2 separate regions of the Podarcis muralis genome follow, and region 2 is linked to region 1. Evidence: chromatin contacts called from public Hi-C data. All regions are on one chromosome and are shown on one strand. The core of a region is the stretch at or near the end of the contact, and the rest is flanking DNA. Distances in the headings are between cores, read along the strand shown.

What was found. Hi-C and Micro-C count contacts between places; a contact is called where the count stands out from the background.
Region 2: a Hi-C map of blood shows a contact between it and region 1, with 3 times the contacts expected there. The contact joins the promoter of SPSB3 here to the promoter of ERCC4 in region 1. A contact is called at or near these places in 2 of 3 Hi-C or Micro-C datasets (blood and tail).

Annotation. Positions count from the first base shown.
Region 1 is chr14:39,512,312-39,515,197 of rPodMur119.hap1.1, forward strand. It overlaps ERCC4 (ERCC excision repair 4, endonuclease catalytic subunit), which reads left to right and starts at 1,297. Exons shown (of 11, transcript XM_028706080.2): 1 at 1,297-1,634. The coding sequence starts at 1,434. All of the region lies in intron 1 of LOC114584321 (nucleoside diphosphate kinase 3), which reads right to left.
Region 2 is chr14:39,680,211-39,682,910 of rPodMur119.hap1.1, forward strand. It overlaps SPSB3 (splA/ryanodine receptor domain and SOCS box containing 3), which reads left to right and starts at 1,333. Exons shown (of 7, transcript XM_028707189.2): 1 at 1,333-1,468. NUBP2 (NUBP iron-sulfur cluster assembly factor 2, cytosolic) reads right to left here and starts at 1,055. Exons shown (of 7, transcript XM_028707196.2): 1 at 904-1,055. The coding sequence starts at 922. The region is part of intron 1 of LOC114584321 (nucleoside diphosphate kinase 3); the gene reads right to left.

The DNA.
Region 1 (2,886 bases), core at 47-2,546:
GGCCGGCAGCGTGGATCGGGAGCGCGCACGCTGATGACGAGAGGGGGAGTCTACTCAAGGGGAAGTAGCAGCACCAGCAGCAGAAGAGATGGGAGATTCCGCTCTTTTCTAAGGCTCCGATCCTGAACAGACTTACCTGGAAGGAAGTCCCTTTGGGCATCTGAGCAGTCGTAGAGAGGACTGTGCTCTGACGCTGGTCTTTTTACTGGCGGCGTTTCGCTTTCGCAAGTCTCCAAACGACGTTTAAAAGTTCTGTGCATCTGTATGTAAGTCAGTGGAGCAGACAGGTTTTCCTGTGCCATTTCATTACTCCGATACCTTTGCTGAAGCAACTTCTTGAAAACAAACGAGCCGCAGCAGCAACGTTTTGCCTGGTGAACCTGAACAAGAATTAACCCCACTTCGAACCTGCAATGTGAATCGTGGACGACATCTCTGTGCAGCTGAAGTCGCTGTGTCTCAGCCACGGCCCGCCCTCCCCTCCTTTATTTGCAACCGAGGGAGGTTGCAGTAATCCGGCTATTGCTTTTAAATCAGGAACGGAGAGCCCACCGCCCGCCCCACGTTGTTTGACTACAAGTCCCATCATCGCTGACCATCGGGCCACCCTGACTGGAGCTGATGGGACTTGCGAGTCCCGACCACACATTGTCACTCTACACTTTTCCTATTTCTATGCTGCGTTTCTCTTCCCCTCCCCCCTCTCGCGTCACTTCCCCTTATCTATAAAGGTAAAGGTACCCCTGCCCGTACGGGCCAGTCTTGCCAGACTCTAGGGTTGTGCGCCCATCTCACTCAAGAGGCCGGGGGCCAGCGCTGTCCGGAGACACTTCCTGGTCACGTGGCCAGTGTGACAAAGCTGCATCTGGCAAGCCAGCGCAGCACACGGAACGCCGTTTACCTTCCCGCCAGTAAGCGGTCCCTATTTATCTACTTGCACCCGGGGGGTGATTTCGAACTGCTAGGTTGGCAGGCGCTGGGACCAAACAACGGGAGCGCACCCCGCCGCGGGGATTCGAACCGCCGACCTTTTGATCGGCAAGTCCTAGGCGCTGAGGCTTTTACCCACAGCGCCACCTGCGTCCCTCCCCTTATCTATAGGGAACTAAAAATGTAGAGTCGCACACTTCCGGTCTAAACATCGAACAACTTCCCCACTGTTCCTTCCCGACTTAAAACAACACGTGGGAAGGCGACGCTTTCACAGCAAGGCCGCGGGTGGGTGGGGAGGGGGGAGGCGCGCGCCTATACCCGCGAACAACGGAGACTTTCCATTTCCATGGGGAGTTTAAGGATTCTGCGTGCGCGTGTCACTCTGCAGGTTTTTATCTCTACGGCATTGAGAGCCTGAGGCTTCATTCCCGCAGTAGTAAGTTCGCTTCCCGGTCTGCGCATGTGCAGTGGGAGCCGCGGCTGTTTGACAGCGACTTGTCATGGCGGTTTCTTCAGCGGCTGTTCCGGCTGCGGTGCCGCTGGAGCACGAGAACCAGATCTTCCTGGACCTTTTCCACGACGACGGGCTGGTGGTGTGCGCCCGCGGGCTGGGCATCGACCGCCTCCTCCTGCGCTTCCTCCGCCTTTACTGCGAGCCGGCCAGGCTGGTGCTGGTGCTGAACACCAGCCCGGCAGAGGAGGTAGGCAGAGGCGCCTCGGGGCCCGGGAGGAGCTTGACTCCGTCTTTGCTATTCGGAGGGGCTGCTCCGCTTCCCAGGGCAGGGGTCCTCACAAGGCAACGTACACAAAACACCCCAACCCCCCCCCCCCCAAAAAAAAGACAAGCCCAGGCACGCAAACAAACAATGGGAAATGGAGAATTGCACCCCTCCCAGATGAGCTGCAAAAGCACCGGTCGAAAGAAAGACTTCTTGGAAGTTCCTTTAAAAGGCACTATATGCGGGGTTTCCCAAGCTTGCTGTTTTCGGACTACATTTCCCATAATCCCCAACCACATCAGATGTCAAAGAAATGAACAACAATCTGACGTTTAGAAGACATCTGAAGGCAGCCCTGTTTGGGGAAGTTTTTAATGACTGGTGTTTTCATGTATTTTTAATATTTGGTTGGAAGCTGCCCAGAGTGGCTGGGGAAACCCAGCCAGATGGGCGGGGTATAAATAATAAAATTATTATCATCATCATTATTATTATCATTATCATTATTACTGGTCTTGCCAGCTACGGATGATGGGAGTTGTAGCCCCAAAACAGCTGGAGACCCAAGGTTGGGAGACACTGCACTAGTGCAAGAGATGTGTGAACTTCATGGAAGATGATATGGGGCCAGCACCGAAAAGGGCCTATTCCTAGTGCACCTGCCCGGGGAGGGAGTTACTGGTTTGCGAGTGGTTTTTTTGTTCTTGTTTTTATTACGTATTTTGTGTTTTTTGCTTTGTGTTTTTATGCTGTGAACTGGGGGAAGTTGCCTGTGACTCAGACTGTAACTAAGCTTGAATACACACATGTCATGAGTCCTGTGGTGAAAGGAGCTTGAAGGACTGGAGGCCAGTGTTTGGGGAGGAACACAGTGGATTGGGATGGGCCTCATTCAGGCCTCCTGAGACATCAGAATTGCCTGTGGGGATGCAGCAGTTGAGGAGCTGATCCTGGGGAGGGACCTAGTGCTCTGTCATTCAGCCCAAGCCAGTCTGGCCTCTCGCCCTGCCAGAGCCTTCTCTTCCTTTAATTCCTGCTGGCAAGCCTCTACCTCCAGAGGAGGTGTCAGGTGCCAAATCTAGTTTTGCACAGGTGCTGTTGTCTCCTCTTGCCACCTAGATCACAGAGATGCCAGTGCCTGCATCAGCTCAGGCCCAATCCACCAGAAGCAGTTCCCGTTTACCTGCCCAGTCAAAAGATGCCACACACTCTGCACTAAGCCATGCCTGCTCCA
Region 2 (2,700 bases), core at 83-2,582, 170 kb after region 1:
CACACACCAGACCAACAGGAAGTTGAATATGAACCTTAACTCTTCATTTTCTAAGTGGCTCTGAAATGCTGAAACTGCAGTGGCAACTTTGATCAGTGGTAGAGTAAGCTGTCCTGCCAGGCTTAGTTACATCACTTCAACCAGCCTTGGGAAAAGAGGTATTAAAGCCTCTTGTTGTACACAGTCTACCTGAGCTCAGCACGTGAAGAGGTTTGAGCTGGTTACTCAGGCCACATGGATCACAAGCCACTCTTGTGTTCCTATATCAATAATTTAGGGACTTTCACCACTTTGTAACTAAGGTAAGTTTTACTGCCTGTGCAACTTTTCTGACTGATATATGGAAATGCACATGAACCTGACCTTTGAAGAGTTTGTAAGTAAACCATTTTTTAAAACTTACCAAACATGTAGCCGTCTTGTTATGCTGGGGTAAGAGGGAAACTTTAGAAAGAAACTTTTAAAGGGGACATTTTAGAACTCACTTGGAGGGACATATTTTAAAGATCTAACAACCTGTATTTCCGTGCTTTACTTTGCTGCATATTTAGTGGCTTTAAACCTCTGCTGGGGTTTTCTCACTGTAGAGCACTTGCCCCAAACTTGGATCTTGGTACAACCCCCACCCCTCTCTCTTTTGCATCAGCGCAACTGTCATTAGCCTCAACTAAGGAAGAAAGCTGTAATCCAGCAACGTCTGGAGGGCAGGTTCAACATCTTTGCTCTTATTTCTTTGGAAAAAGTTCCTGTGCTTTAACAGCAGATACTCATGTGACAGGCGCAGTTTATCCCGTTGTTGTTGAACATCTGCTTCTCCACAGATGTTAAAAAGTACAGGAAGCCTAGTTAACATCCAATCACCTTCCCCTGCGACCATGCCTTCAAAGCCCATCAATCACTCACCCTCTGCGGCTTCCTCCATGTTGCTTCAGCAATCCTCACCACTTCCGATTTCGTCAGGTGATTGACATGAACCTTGACGAATGAACAGACAACTGGGCGTTGCTTTGCCCGTCCTCTCATGAATGACATCAATCTTGTCCAATGAAAAGGCAGCTGGAGAACCACGTTGCCCGCCTTTGTTCCGTCCACGACTGAGTGACGTAAACTTTAACCAATAGAAAGTCACCAGAGACTCTTCGGCTGCCTCCTGTCCTATGAGGCAGAACTCACCTTACCCATTGACTCTTCCTTCTCAGCCAATCATATCTCGGAGACCGCCTTCTCTCTCTCTTTTTGAGCCAGAAAATCTCCACCTCCTTGTTGAAGAGGGAGGAACAGGGTTTGCCAATGAGAGAGATGGGAAAGCGTCACTGGCGTCACCACGCCGTACTGCGCGTGCGACTTGTGCGCTATGCCGGGCGCTGAGCGAGGGAAGCGTCCAATCAGGAGAGAGGAAGATGGTGCCGTTCCCCCGCCCTCTCCCTTTCGCCGGGGGGCGGGAGGAGCAAGAGGAGGAGTGACGCAGGTAGGAAACGGACGTGGAAGGAGGGGAGGGAGCCGAGCCGAGCTGCCAATGGGCGCGGCCGAGGTGGGCGCGCGCAGCGTGGATTGTTTATATCTCGCCTGTGGGGAGGAGGCCGGGGTGCGGCGCCTGCCGATGTGGAGCGGAGGGAGGCGCGCTCGCTCGCTTCTGAGGGACCGCGGGAGGAGGAGGAGGGGAAGCGGCTCTGTGGCTGGACGGCTGAGGTAGGCCATGGCGGGTGTTCGCGGCTGAGGAGAACTGTATGTATGGGGTAAGCCCAGCCTGCGGCCTACAGCTCGGTTGAGAAAGTACTTCTACTAGTGGACCACTGCTAGCGGGCCACTAGCGGACCGTTGGCCAGTTTGTGGCGGGACCCCTCCCAGTGGCTGCTGGGAGTTCTCGCAAAGGACGCTGGGTAAAGTTGGACACTGGTCTCATTGCCCCGCCCCCAACTTACGAGGCATTTATTGGGTGCTTGGCCGAGAGACAGTGAGTCAGCGCATGAATTATAGAATTGTACAGTTGGAGGGGGGAGACCCTAAGGGTCATCTAGTCCAACCGAATGACTGTTTCTAAGTGGGGGCACGATTTAGCTGAAGTCAAGAGGTGCCTTTTCTCCTGTAGTTTTTTAAGGTACCTCTGTACCTTTGCTTAAAAGACTATTGGGAAGGATGTGGGGTGTGTGTGTGTGAAAGAGAGAGAGATTTGCCTAAAGGCCCAGTCTGGGGTTCTATACTGAAGACACCCCCTCTCTATCTCTGCACCCCATAATTTAAAACTTTTTAATTGTAACATAATGAATGAGCCAGAGGCCCAGTAGCAGGATATTACATTATGCAAACAAACAAACAAAATTCTAAAATGAAAAAGTAGTAACACAGGCTCTGTTACTTTCGGGTTGCCGTGGAGTGCAACCTGAAAGCGCTAAACCTGAAGCACATTCAACCCAAGGTATGACTGTACGTGCATCTGGCATCCACAGTTTTGTTGGGGCTACCAGAAGCATGAATGTGGGTATTGGGTCAGGCACCTGCACTTTGTTTCGTACTTAAGAGTTTCCTGTGCCAAATATTAGCACATCTGAAGTGCATATAATTGTTGCATATAATGTGGATCTGTTCTTGGAGAGCCTGGTTTCACAATGGATTCATGGGTGGGACTTGAACTAGGATAAAATCCCAACTATATGGACAACATAGTTCATTCTATCCTGTGGGGCTGGATTACCTGTGTGC